2 separate regions of the Mus musculus genome follow, and region 2 is linked to region 1. The links are chromatin contacts, called in public HiChIP or PLAC-seq maps. All regions are on one chromosome and are shown on one strand. The core of a region is the stretch at or near the end of the contact, and the rest is flanking DNA. Distances in the headings are between cores, read along the strand shown.

What was found. HiChIP or PLAC-seq counts read pairs in DNA pulled down with a chosen protein or histone mark.
Region 2: an HNF4G HiChIP or PLAC-seq map of pancreatic cancer cells shows a contact between it and region 1. The contact joins two enhancer-like sites. A contact is called at or near these places in 1 of 39 promoter capture datasets (neutrophils), 7 of 484 Hi-C or Micro-C datasets (the CH12 cell line, bone marrow-derived macrophages, cerebral cortex and 4 more), 12 of 115 datasets of contacts at active chromatin or transcription factors (the 230-238 cell line, bone marrow-derived macrophages, embryonic midbrain and 7 more) and 3 of 9 other capture datasets (adipose tissue, liver and pancreatic islet).

Annotation. Positions count from the first base shown.
Region 1 is chr6:49,278,863-49,285,246 of GRCm38.p6, reverse strand. No RefSeq gene overlaps it. Among named protein-coding and RNA genes, the nearest start is that of Tra2a, 18 kb to the right of the region's middle. Within about 2 kb of position 2,921, at least 25 of the 459 cell types and tissues checked have an H3K27ac peak or open chromatin away from gene starts, as enhancers often do. A contact at or near this core is called in pancreatic cancer cells, where this site is marked.
Region 2 is chr6:49,370,634-49,377,017 of GRCm38.p6, reverse strand. Fam221a (family with sequence similarity 221, member A) reads right to left here. Exons shown (of 7, transcript NM_172727.3): 2 at 4,277-4,450; 3 at 724-914. Among named protein-coding and RNA genes, the nearest start is that of Fam221a, 6.1 kb to the right of the region's middle. Within about 2 kb of position 2,912, at least 30 of the 459 cell types and tissues checked have an H3K27ac peak or open chromatin away from gene starts, as enhancers often do. A contact at or near this core is called in pancreatic cancer cells, where this site is marked.

The DNA.
Region 1 (6,384 bases), core at 1,672-4,171:
TTTCAGTCCTGAGCTTCAAAGCAGAGCCCATTTGTGTGTGGCTTTTTCTTGGTTTTCCATGGACTGACTCTTACTGCTGAAGTCATCTGATAGGCCTCCTGGGGCTCATGTAAGATGGCCTCAACTACATGTCTGGTGGCTGTCCCTGTTGTCACTTTGCCTTTCCTCTCCATGTAATGACCAATCAGCAAGGAATCTTGGTTTCTTTGCTGATAATGACCAAATAGAAAGAGCTGAAACCCTTCAGGACTCTTAAAACCTTCAACTAAGAACTGAAACAGCCACAGTGCTGCACAAGTCTGTGGGCCAAAGCTATCACAGGGAAGGTCAGATTAAAGCACGGGGAGAAATTGACCACCTCTGGGAAGAGGATCAGAGTCACAGTGCAAGAGCAAAGCGTTCTGTGAGGGGGGAAATGTGTGACTATCATTTTACATACAATGTCGTCACACTTTGTATATTGATATACAACGTCCTGCTCCTCTACTGTTCCTGTGGAATATCTCTTTCAGTCTTCTAGACACTGTCTTTGCAACATACTCCAGCTCTCTTTGCTCCTCCTAGGGAGAAAGGCAACCAGTAATGAGTGCAGGCCGCTCTCCAGATACCCTTTCTCCTTTCAGAGCTGGACATGTGGTTGGTTTTGTTAAATCTAGAGTCAGTGAGACCTCCAACCCCCTTTAATCATACATGCTGTAATTAAGGGATACTTCCTCAGCTGTCATGGTGGCACGCACCTTTGATCCCAGTGCTCAGGAGGCTTAGGCAAGTGGAGCTCTGTGAGTTCAAGAGCAGCCTGGTCTACAGACAGGTTTGAGGACAGCCAAGGCTACACAGAGAAAACCTGTCTCAGTACTATTATTATATCCTACTAAATATATAGCCTTACATATGGTCCACTCTGAGGCAAGATTCAGAAGTTATCACGGCAACAGCAACTGTCTTTTCTTTCTCTACTTTCCATTAAGATATGTTCTCTAAACCGGGCGTGGTGGCGCACGCCTTTAATCCCAGCACTCGGGAGGCAGAGGCAGGTGGATTTCTGAGTTCGAGGCCAGCCTGGTGTACAAAGTGAGTTCCAGGACAGCCAGGGCTACACAGAGAAACCCTGTCTCGAAAAACAACAACAACAAAAAAAGATATGTTCTCTAAAAGACTGTATGGTCACACATGCCTGTGATTCCAGCACTTGGGAGGCTGAGGCAGGAAGATTTCAAATCAAAGTCCAGCCTGGGCTTCAAAGACAGTACAGTCTATATAGCAAGACCTCGTCTCAAAAAACAAAAAAAGTTGCAGTCGTCATTGTTGTTTTCATCATCGTCATCATCACTGGCCAACTTCTTTGCTAAAGTAAGCTTTTGTATGTATGTAGGCCAAGGAACAAGCTCAGATATCCTCTCCCTCTCTCACTCTCCCTCTCCCTCTCCGTCTGTGTGTGTGTGTGTGTGTGTGTGTATGTAGGCCAAGGAACAACCTCAGATATCATTCCTCGGTTGCCATTCACACACCAGCACCACCACCCTGCCTGTTTAATCTCAGGTGTGTCAGTCCCAGCCGTCCACCTTGTTTGACACTGGGCCTCTTTCATCATTGACCACTTGCTCCTAGAAGGCTGGCTGGGCCTCTCTCCTGTCTCCACCTCCCATCTGGATTTAGGAGCACAGAGATTACAGACAAAGACACCACATTCAGCCTTGCATGGGTTCTAGGGATCTGAACTCTGGTCCTCAGGCTTGCATAGCACATGCGTTTTCCCACTGAGCATCTCCCCAGACCAGAATGTAAATCTTTCACTACATGTCAGGAGCTCTGTCAGGAGCCCTTGGGCATGCTCTCATTTTCCTTATGAGCTTCTGTTCCAGCTGTGGGGGTTTTGTTTGTTGGTAGGGTCTTTGTTGTTGTTCTTGTTTGAGACAAGCAATGTCTCCTTTGCTATACAGTCTTGGCTGGCTGAGAACTCACAATTAAACCTTGGTGGCCTACTTAAATAAATCCTATGGAATGCCTACATCAGATAAGTTACTCTGTGGTTGTGATGGATTAAGTCAAACTATTGGCACCCTTTAATCATGTGTGAACACAGAGAAAACAATCATATGTTCTAAAACTACAAAACGGACCAGACATCTCTTTTCATGGGACATATGACTGATTACTGCTTCTTTGCTGCTTCTAGCTCTAACTTATTCCAGTGTGTCGACATTTGCTAAGGTTTATTCATGTAAAACCTTATAAGGCCAGGTGTGGTGCTGTGTGCCTTAAATCCCAACACTCTGGAGACAGAGACAATTAGCCTATGTAGGGTAGTTACACAGGATAATTGCCTCTGCTTTCTCATATCTTCTAACAGTTGTTCAAATATTGACATGTTTCTGAGGATCTGGGATACTGACATCTAGAAGGCATGGTCATGGTCATCTCAGTTCTCAGACTTTGGTTCTCCATACTCACACTGAGTCGCTCACAACTGCCTATAACTCTAGCTCCAGTTCATTTGATGCCCTCTTCTGGTCTCTATGTGTGCCATACATCACATGCGTGCACACACACACACACACACACACACACACACACACACTCAGAGACAGAATGAGGAAGAGAGAGCTGTAGGCATAAATTTTTTGCAATTAAATTAATTAATTATTAAAAATTAATTTTTAATAAGGGTTTAACCTCTCTTCTAGTCCACCACCCAGCAGAGGTAAGGGAAAATAAAGGTTATTAAGATATGGAGGAAGTGGACCTGTTCAGCAATAGTTACTTTAGGGGCTAGCTCAATCTTTCTCAGCAGTTCAGTTCCATAGCAAACATCAAACATGACTCAGCAGCTGCAGTCCAGTCCTCTAGGCAGACAGATACCACACAGGCACTGGCAGCTACAGTCCAGTCCTCTTGGCAGGCAGACACCAGGCATGAGCCAGCAACTGTAGTCTAGTCCTGAAGAAACTGCCAGGCTTGCCAAGTTGCCTGAGGTGAGGCTGCGGAAGTGACAAGCTGCTGCAGGAACCACACAAGCAGTTCTTGGGCAAGTGTCTCTCAGTGGTGTCATTACCATGAGTTGAACTCAACAACACTATGTAAGGTGAACCAATACTGTGTGTCATTAATGAGGAATACCAAGGTGGAGCAAATCAAACCAATGCTCATTGCCAGTCTCCCACTGTCTGTGTGGTCACATTTATGCTCCTTCATCAAGCATCCTTTCATGTGTCTGTTGTCAAACCATTCTTTCACCTGTGTCTGCTTCAGGAAAATATTCTTTCATGTGTTTGCTTTAGCAAGACATCCTTTCACCTATGTGCCCCAGAAAACATCATTTGACATAGCTAACTTTCCAAAGAACTAGAAGTTTCCACTTCAGAGAGCCCTCTAAAAGATCTACATTCTCACACAAAAATTACAGAGACTGATTTGTGTTTCTTTCCAGATAGGAAGAGAAAGGAAGGAAGGAAGAAAGAAAGAACGAACGAACGAACGAAAGAAAGAAAGAAAGAAAGAAAGAAAGAAAGGGGTGAAGAAAGGAGAAAAAATAAATAGTTTTAGATTTGCCCAAAAAGATTGCCCTAAGGAGAGGCCCTTGGTCTTGCAAAGATCAGATACCCCAGTACAGGGGAATGCCAAGGCCAGGAAGCAGGAGTGGGTGGGTTGGGGAGCAGGGTGGGGGGGCTGGGGGGGAAGGTATGGGGTACTTTCAGGATAGTATTTGAATTGTAAATGAAGAAATTATCTAATAAAAAGAAAAAAAAGATTGCCCTAAGTTCTAGATTTCTCCATTATTAAGCTGTTAAAGCAATTTAAATAGTGGTACTATTTTCTTTATCTGGCTAACTCCCAAATAAATGAGACAGAGACCATAGATTTATTTGAAAAGCTTTATGGCACAATAATTGATAGATTATTAATCTATTCTAATCCTCCAAACTAATCTAGCCACCTTCCAGCCAAAATCCTTGTATTTTTAGTATTGGTCTGGCTCTCTCTGCTCCAAGTATGTTCTGATGGCTCTTGGACCCTTTCCATTTGGTGAATTTTCTTCTCCTTTCTCTCCCCTCCCTTCGCTGGAATTGGAAGCCCAGCCCTATTCTCTTCCCTGCTCAGTCATTGGCTGACCAGCTTTTATTGGAGATCAGAGAATAAATGCAGAGCACTGTTTACACAACACTGAGACATGAGGTCCTTAGAACAAGCATTTCAATGACTGGATTGCAACCAGATACAGAGGCAGAGAAATCAGCATTTGAATAATACAAGGATAATGTTTACACAGTGCTCAATAACATTATGCCCACATTAAGCAAAAATAAATAACTGAGCAATCTCTGTGTGCCAAGTACCAGCTGAGCACTGTGGACATATTAACACCTCACAATCATCCTAAAATATTTTTTATTTCCATTTTACACAGAGATTTATCAAACTTGCCCCAGAACCTAAGTGGTAGACACAGGATCTTAAGCCCAGACCCCCTGTTTAAGGATATGTTTTCTAAGATTTGCTTAGAAGGTACTGAAGGCAGAATTCAATCATATTTGTTCCCAAAAGCACTTGATGCCTAGACTTATTTATTTATTTATTTATTTATTATATGTAGCTGTCTTCAGACACTCCAGAAAAGGACATCAGATTTTTGTTATGGATTGTTGTGAGCCACCATGTGGTTGCTGGGATTTGAACTCAGGACCTTTGGAAGAGCAGTCGGTGCTCTTAACCACTGAGCCATCTCTCCAGCCCGATGCCTAGACTTCTGATGCCTGTCTGCTTCCCAGAGCACTGACCCTGAAAATATTGAAGACACTAGTGTTGCTGATACAGAACTTGACAGGGTCAGATGGAAAACGTTTCTGAGAATCCCCCATGATCCCCTTTACCCAAAGAACAGCTGTTAACTGTATGAGATTCAAAACATCCATTCAGGGAGGCAGCATTGAGGTGACCACTCCTCTCATATCTCCCTACTGTCACTGGTCGGCATGGGTTACTCTGTGTTTCTGGGCTTTTTCTCCATCTCTTAGCCAGGTCCTCACCCCTGATAGGACCCTCTCTACTGTGTAACTCCAGGTCCATCAATGTACTTTTCTATCAAGGTGAATGCTATAGAGATTTAAGATTGGAGGACCCTAATTTAGCCTTCCTGAATCATCTCAGCTTTGCATTTACCACTTGTGTGAGTGTGGGGGAATTATTGGTTTCTCTGTGTCTCATTTCCCCTTCCCCCTCCTTGGCCAAATGAAAAATGAATAGAGGAGTCAGGCTGTGGCACACGGCTATAATCCTAGCACTTATGGTGGGGCTGAACCAGAGTTTGAGGCAAGTGTGAACTGCACAGCAAGACTCTGGGGAGGCAGGGTTAGGGTGTTGGTGGAGAGAGCGCTGACTGACCCTGCACTTATTTTATAAAATTACCAAGAGCCAGTACTTAGCTGAGCATGGTGGTGCATGCCTGCGTCCCCAGCAGGAGGGAAGCAGATTCAGGCAGAGCTCTGTGAGTTTAAAGCCAGCTTGGTCTATATTGGGAGATCAGGAATAGTGGCACACACCTGTAATCCCAGCACTCAAGATAGTGTTGTTGTAGAACCACCTGCTCAAAGCTAGCATAGGCTGAATAGTAAGACACTGTCTCAAAATGAAAAAAAAAAAAAAAAAAAAAAAAAAAGAACCTTTCTGACTTTTTTTGGAGGTGGGGGGATAAAATTATGGCATGTGTGTTTGCAGCACAGCTTTTTGCTTAGTTTTTGTTTAGCTTTTAGTTATTATTTGTTACATCAGTGTGTTGACCCATCCAGCAGGTCCAGTTATTCAAGGGTCTCGAGGGGACTTTCTCCTAAGAACCAAATGGGGGGAGGGAGAGACAGACACCAAGTGCAAGAAACTACATGTAAACAGTCTGATTAGCATCAAGGTGTCACTGTATTAGCAAGGCTCAAGGCTTAAATGCACAAGCAAAAAGGGGAAGTACTTCTCAGCAGGAGGAATGGGGCAGCAGAAGTACTTCTCAGCAGGAGGGATGGGGCAGCAGAAATTTTTCTTTTGGCAACTACATGGGGAAGCAGGAACTTGGTGGTATCAGGGTACATCTTGAGGTCAGGACATCCGGCGCTGACTTAGGGCTGGAACAATCTGTGGTTGTTCTCGGAGCGGTGTATTGGTGGCCTGCTTTTGACCCCCTTTTCTTCTTGGTGGGAGAGGCCCAATTCAGAGATCAGGACAATAGTGTTGTCTTAATAGCTCCCAACAGTGTGTGTGTGTGTGTGTGTGTGTGTGTGTGTGTGTGAGTGTGTGTGTGTGTGTGTAAAAGGGGAGACTGAGCATGCTGCCCTCTTCTTACATCATCCCCTAACATGAGCTCTCAGTTTTCAGGAATCAGCTCTCTTCTTCCACCATGTG
Region 2 (6,384 bases), core at 1,663-4,162, 92 kb before region 1:
CTGTCTACAAATGGTTGAAAGGCATCATGTAGGTGCTAGAACTGAACCTAGGTCCTCCATAAGAATAATAATTATTATTTACTGCTTTACTCCACCCCATTACTGAAAACTTCACCAGAGCTGGAGAGATGTGTCAGTGGTTAAGAGCACTTACTGCTCTTCTATAGAGAACCCAGCACCCACAGGGCAGTTCACAGCCATCTATAAGTCTAGTTCCAGGTATCCTTTTCCTGGCCTTCACATGTACCAAGAGCACATGCGGTACAAGATACACATGTAGACAAGATACCCATAGGCATAAAATTAAATTAAAATAAATTTAGAAAACAACAAAAAACAACTTTTGAGCCAGGCAGTGGTGGCTCATGTCTTTAATTCCAGCGACTCAGGAGGCAGGGGGCAGATGGATCTCTGTGAGTTCGAGGCCAGCCTGGTTTACAGAGCTAGTTCCAGGACAGCCAGGCAACACAAAGAAACCCTGTCTCCAAAAATAAAAATGAAATAATAATAATAATAATCAGGTCTTGTCTAGTAATTCTTTAAAATCTATCCCTGTTACTTATAATGACTGAACTTCAAACATTCCAAGAACTGAGTCTCCACGCATTGAATTTTACTTTGTAGCTAAATATTGACTTTGTAACTAAATGAACTGTCAAATCCAATAAGTATTTAATGAAGAACTTAGAGCACTCTGCAACTTCGCATAAGAATGGAACTTACAGGCATTGCATGTGAAGCCAAGAGCGGCACTGTGCTGATCAGCAAAGTGCTTGCACCTGCAGCGAATAGGCTGGGTACCATTCAGAGGGACATAGTGGTAAGCCTTGCACCGGCAACCACTCACTCGGCACGGCAGGGCAATGGGACGCTGCTGTGGGATCGTTTCAAAGTCAGTTTTGTGCTGTTTATACCTTTAGAAAATAGAAACACAAACACATTTGGATGTTGTCAAACATTACAATTTGGTGTCTATTAGATGCATACGTAATTATTTTGATTCTGTTTTTATCTCTTGTTATCTATTTATATTAATATGGTAAGTAAACCCCTACATGGACACTTCTAACAGCTTTAGTCAGGAGCCTTCACGTTTTCAGATTTTAATTTTTGATTATTTAAAAAGTTTCACAACTGTATGAAGAAATATAAATCCCTTAAAATCCTTGCCATTGCAGTTCTTTAGTCTGGGATGCATATCCTCAGTAGAAGAGAATGTTCCTAATTTTATAGGGACTGTGCTGGAAATCAAACCTAAGACATCATGTTTGTTCCACTACTAAAATATAACCAGCCACACAAAACAGCTCTTTATAGCAGGTTTCTACTGAGTCGGGTGCAGTGGTATACACGTACGACCTCAGCACTCAGAAAGCAGAGGCAGGAGAATCATGAGTTTGAAGCCAGCCTGGGCTATTCAGCAAAACCCTGTCAAAATATTAAGGTGCGAGGGAAGTGGCAAGTCAGGGAAGGGGTCTGCCGCCAAATCCAATGACCTTATTTTGAAACCTAAAATCTACATGGTGGGAGGAGTGAACCACTCCCCTTAAGTGGTCCTGTGCACATCCACACTGTGGCAGAGCAGGCCTGTGTCACCTATCTCTCTATCTCATACACACGCACTATAAAATCATATAAAATTATACAGCTTAGTGATAGATCACTTGCCTACTGTGTATAAGACAGTGAGTACCCTAGCACACCAAGAAAGCTAAAAGGGCCTGTGAGATGTGCCAGTGGATAAAGGCACTTGCTGCCGAGCCTAATGCCCTGAGTTTAATCCCTGGATCCACTGACCCCCATGCATGCACATACACATAAGTAAAGAAATAATGAATGAACAGATAAATAAATGCAAGATTTTTACAAAGAATGGTCTTCATTAAAGTGCATCACTTAAATTTATTTTTATCCTTTGCTATCTAAACCTAAAATAAGTTTAATATAACTTTAATGTAATTTACTTATTTCAAGAAACTCTAAAACTTTCATCCTTTAACCCTAGAATTCATTTTGGAAAATACACTCTTAAAAAATAATTCTACATATATATAGATTAGGGTTTGACTTTAAGGTGGTGTTATCAATAGTAAATGCACTAGCAGAATGCATAAATCCATTTCTAGAGAGCCATCTTCACATTTTTTTAAGCAACAAAGCCCTCTGTTTAGATAAAAGCCTTTACCAAATCACAATACTATATATGTGATAATTTAGAAGTTGAGTCGGTTAGGCCCGGGAAGGACAGGAATTGGAATCCCCATTTGTGTAACCTGCCTTTCTGCCTGGCACATGCCTGAGTCTCGCTCATGGCTTCGAGAACAACAGTGAACACCACTGGACTAGCTGGAACACAGAGCAATTATAAAACCTGCCTTCAGATTACTAATGGCTATGCACATACACATTTTCTGTGACTCAATCATGAAAAAAACAGTGCTTATAATTTATACATGCACAGAATATGAAACTAAATAAACAAGGCAAAGAGGAAATTACACAGATAAAATGAAAAGTACGGACAGGCTCTGGGTGGTCAGCGTCCGGCTACCATTCTGTATACTCCCCATTTTTTATAAACAGAAAGACACACATTGGATAGGAATTTTATTAAGTGATGAATACTACAGAGTAATGTCTTCATTGCAGTTGGGTTGAATCTTGAGGATCATATTCAGGCTGTACAAATTCCACACAGAAACTGACATTAAATGTTCACAAGCACAGATTATAAGACTACCACAGGTTTGCCCGTGCCCTACAGTTTTGACAGATATAAACATGTAGCCATCACCCTCCACTCCTCCCTGGTGTCTTTAGTCAGGGTTTCTAGGTAAGCTGAGAGGCAATCTATACACATTACTCATCCTAGCAACTGCCTAACAACTACTGTAACTCTGTAGCAACTCTGTAAACAGCAACTAGACAAAGAGTCTCTCAGAAACAGCCTCAGAAGTGCTGTTGAAACAAGGCAGTTCCCCTTCCATGGATTCCTTAGGCTGAAAAGTTAAACCTGGCCCCTAAAAATAGGTACCGTGTTCAGTGGTTCTTTTGTTTTGTACATTTTGCAAAGCAATTTGGTCATTTTGATAGAAAAATCGGAAGAAATGCACAGGCACAACAATACAAATAACACACATTTATGACTGGTCCCTCAGGTCTCTCTTCTAGGCAATGTTTTTTAACACAACAATTTGAAGTCAAAAGAATTTGCATTTTTGTTTGTTCAAGGTATGAGGCCAAGTATGGGGATACATGGCTGTAATCCCAGCACCTGATAGGCCAGAGAATCATGAATTTGAGGCTAGTTAGTAATATACAGCAAGTCCCAAGCCAGCCTGAGATAAATAGCGCGGTCCTCTCTCCAAGAAATGAACAAACAAATAGAGAATGAAAACCACCAATGCAGTACTCCTTGAGGATTTGAGGGCGATTCCTAGCTCTGAGGAGAAGTGGGTCTGCTGTGGATGAGTAGTCTGAACAGCACAGATCAGCGTGGCCACCCAGCATCTACCTATCTAACAACACATCACCTACTTATCTAACAACACAGCACCTACCTACCTATCTAACAACCCAGCATCTACCTATCTATCTAACAACACAGCATCTATCTATCTAACAACACAGCACCTATCTATCTATCTATCTATCTATCTATCTATCTATCTATCTATCTATCTAACAACACAGCACCTATCTATCTAATAACACAGCACCTACCTATCTAACAACACAGCACCTACCTACCTAACAACAGGACCAGCAGATGCTACTTTCCCCAAACTGAAAGACCCCTGGGAAAACATCATCTTCTGTTACCAATGGCAACCCAAGAGTTGCTCATGGTGACAGACTCTGTGATAAGTTTAACAGGGTATGGAAGTTTATTATATATTTATAATCCCTAACATAATTCTAGAGCACTATGGAAATGCCAGCATCAAATGTTTCTTAATCATCATGCTGTTATTTACAGGAGGAAGACACGTTTTTGCTATAGTTGTAATTTTCTAGCCATCTGAAAATCATGATAAAGTGGGCTGGAGAGACGGCTCAGCAGTGAAGTGCACGAGTCTGGGTCACTGTTCCTATCTTAGGTGGCTCACAGCCATCTGTAACTCCTGCTCCAGGCAGATCTGATGCCTGAGGTTTCTGCAGTCACCTGCACATACCCACCCAGAGATACACAAACACACACACACACACACACACACACACACACACACATAATTTTAAAAAACATTAAAAAAAAGAAAATGATACAGTATCTTACCTATGGGTACAAAAACACAATGTCTCCGGGCCAACAAGTTTGCAATCCATTCCTGTTGGTGACCGCCAACTCACAAATAATCTGTTCTGTAAACGCATGGGTAAAACTTTTTTCTTGTATTCTTCATATTCTTCAGGAGTAAAAAGTTTCCCTCCATCATCCTCACCAACAATTCTACAACAACAGCAACAAGCATTGCTTTTAATCCTTGAGTATTTTCCAGACCAGAAATTAAATTATTTTTGTATACTTAATTAAAAAGCGGCTGTGACTTGGATTTTGACTTTCAGCACAAATACATAGCCAAATTACAAACAGAAACAATAAAATGTCCGCTTCTGATGGAGTTCAGGAGGTGTGAACAATGTCTTGAGCCAGCAGCCAAAGCAGGAATGCCATTCCCACCATCCCAAGTATTCTCCCCTGAAGCAGGCCCTACCCCTCATTCCAGGAGCCTCCCTCTCTACCTGGAAAGAAAGAACACACTTATTTCTGAAGACAGAACAGCCCAGAGAAGAATCTAGACAAGCAGGCCTTCCTCCCCAAGCTCCCTAGCCCACTGCCACTCAGTCACACTCTGTTGTTGTTCAGTCATCTTGCTCCCTGGTTGTCCACCATTCAACCAACCTAAGCATCAAGGTACAGGATTTCCTGCGAGTTTATTTTCTTTCACTCCAATGCCACATAAAACTTGACTCTGTACGCTTTTCCCTGGTCAATTTCCCTTTTATTTGAGGTACTTTACCTACGGACCCAACGATGTCTGAGGAAAGAAATCTTCTCTCCACTCGCTTCCCATATAAAAGACTTCCCATTTAAAACAATTTTAAAACACAACTTCACTGACTGTGGTGGGTTGACTAAGAAATGCCCCCCACGGGTTCTTGCATCTGAACACTTGGTCCCCATCTGGTGGCACAGTTTGGTAAGATTATGGAACCCTTAGGAGGTGCAGCCTTGCTGGAGGAAGTCCATTGTTCAAGGCCAGCTTTGAGGGAATATAGCTTCTCCACTTCCTGTTCTGTCTCTCTCGGCTTCCTGAGTGCAGACAAAGTATAGCCAGCCATCTTCCGACTCCTGCCACCACGCCAGGCCGGGCCGCACCATCCCAGCTGGAACAGACTCTATCCCTCTGGAACCCCGAGCTAAAATGGATCCTTCCTTCTTACATTTCTTTTGACTATGGTATTTTCTCACAGCAACAAAAAAAGTAATCAGACACTTACCAAGGTTTGCCACTTGAGAATTATCACATACTCATCTCAATTTCTCCTTCAATTCTGAAACAAACATTCATTCTTCTCATTAAAAGCTTGAGCCTAAACCAGATGTGGTGGTTGTACTCCCACTATCTAAAGAGGCTGACGATAAATTGGAGGCCACCCTGGACTATACACTAAGGCCTACCCTAACTCAAGAAAATAAAAATCTTAAGCTTAAACTGCTAAAAATTATGTTTTCATCATTTAAAAAACAGTATCTAAAATTAAAAATATATCAGTGCAGTCAGCAAAACTACTTACCATACCTGACCTCTGACCTCTATGATCTCTGAAAACATGCTCTGATTTACACAAGCTCAGACTCATAGTATGTAGTGGGTGATCAGATGTTTCAAGGTTTAATTTCAGCCTGCACTATTTCTATGAGGAAAATTTTGCTTTGCAAGAGGGAAAAAATACAAATTTAAAAAAAATAGAAGTTGTTCAAAATGGGAAGAAGTTCTCTTTAAAACTATCTCCCTGTAATTCCTGAAAAGTGTTGTTTATAGAATGTTTATGATTTTTTTTGTACATAACATGCTTTTTTTCTTATTCTGAAATAGCTAGTTGTAGTAGAAAACAGAAGCCCGGGGCTGGTGAGATGGCTCAGTGGGTAAGAGCACCCGACTGCTCTTCCAAAGGTCCAGAGTTCAAATCCCAGCAACCACATAGTGGCTCACAACCATCTGTAATGAGATCTGACTCCCTCTTCTGGAGTGTCTGAAGACAGCTACAGTGTACTTACATATAATAAATAAATAATAATAATAATAATAAAACATTTTTAAAAAAAAAGAAAAAAAAAAAGAAAACAGAAGCCCAAGAGAGGCCCATTGGACTTGCAAA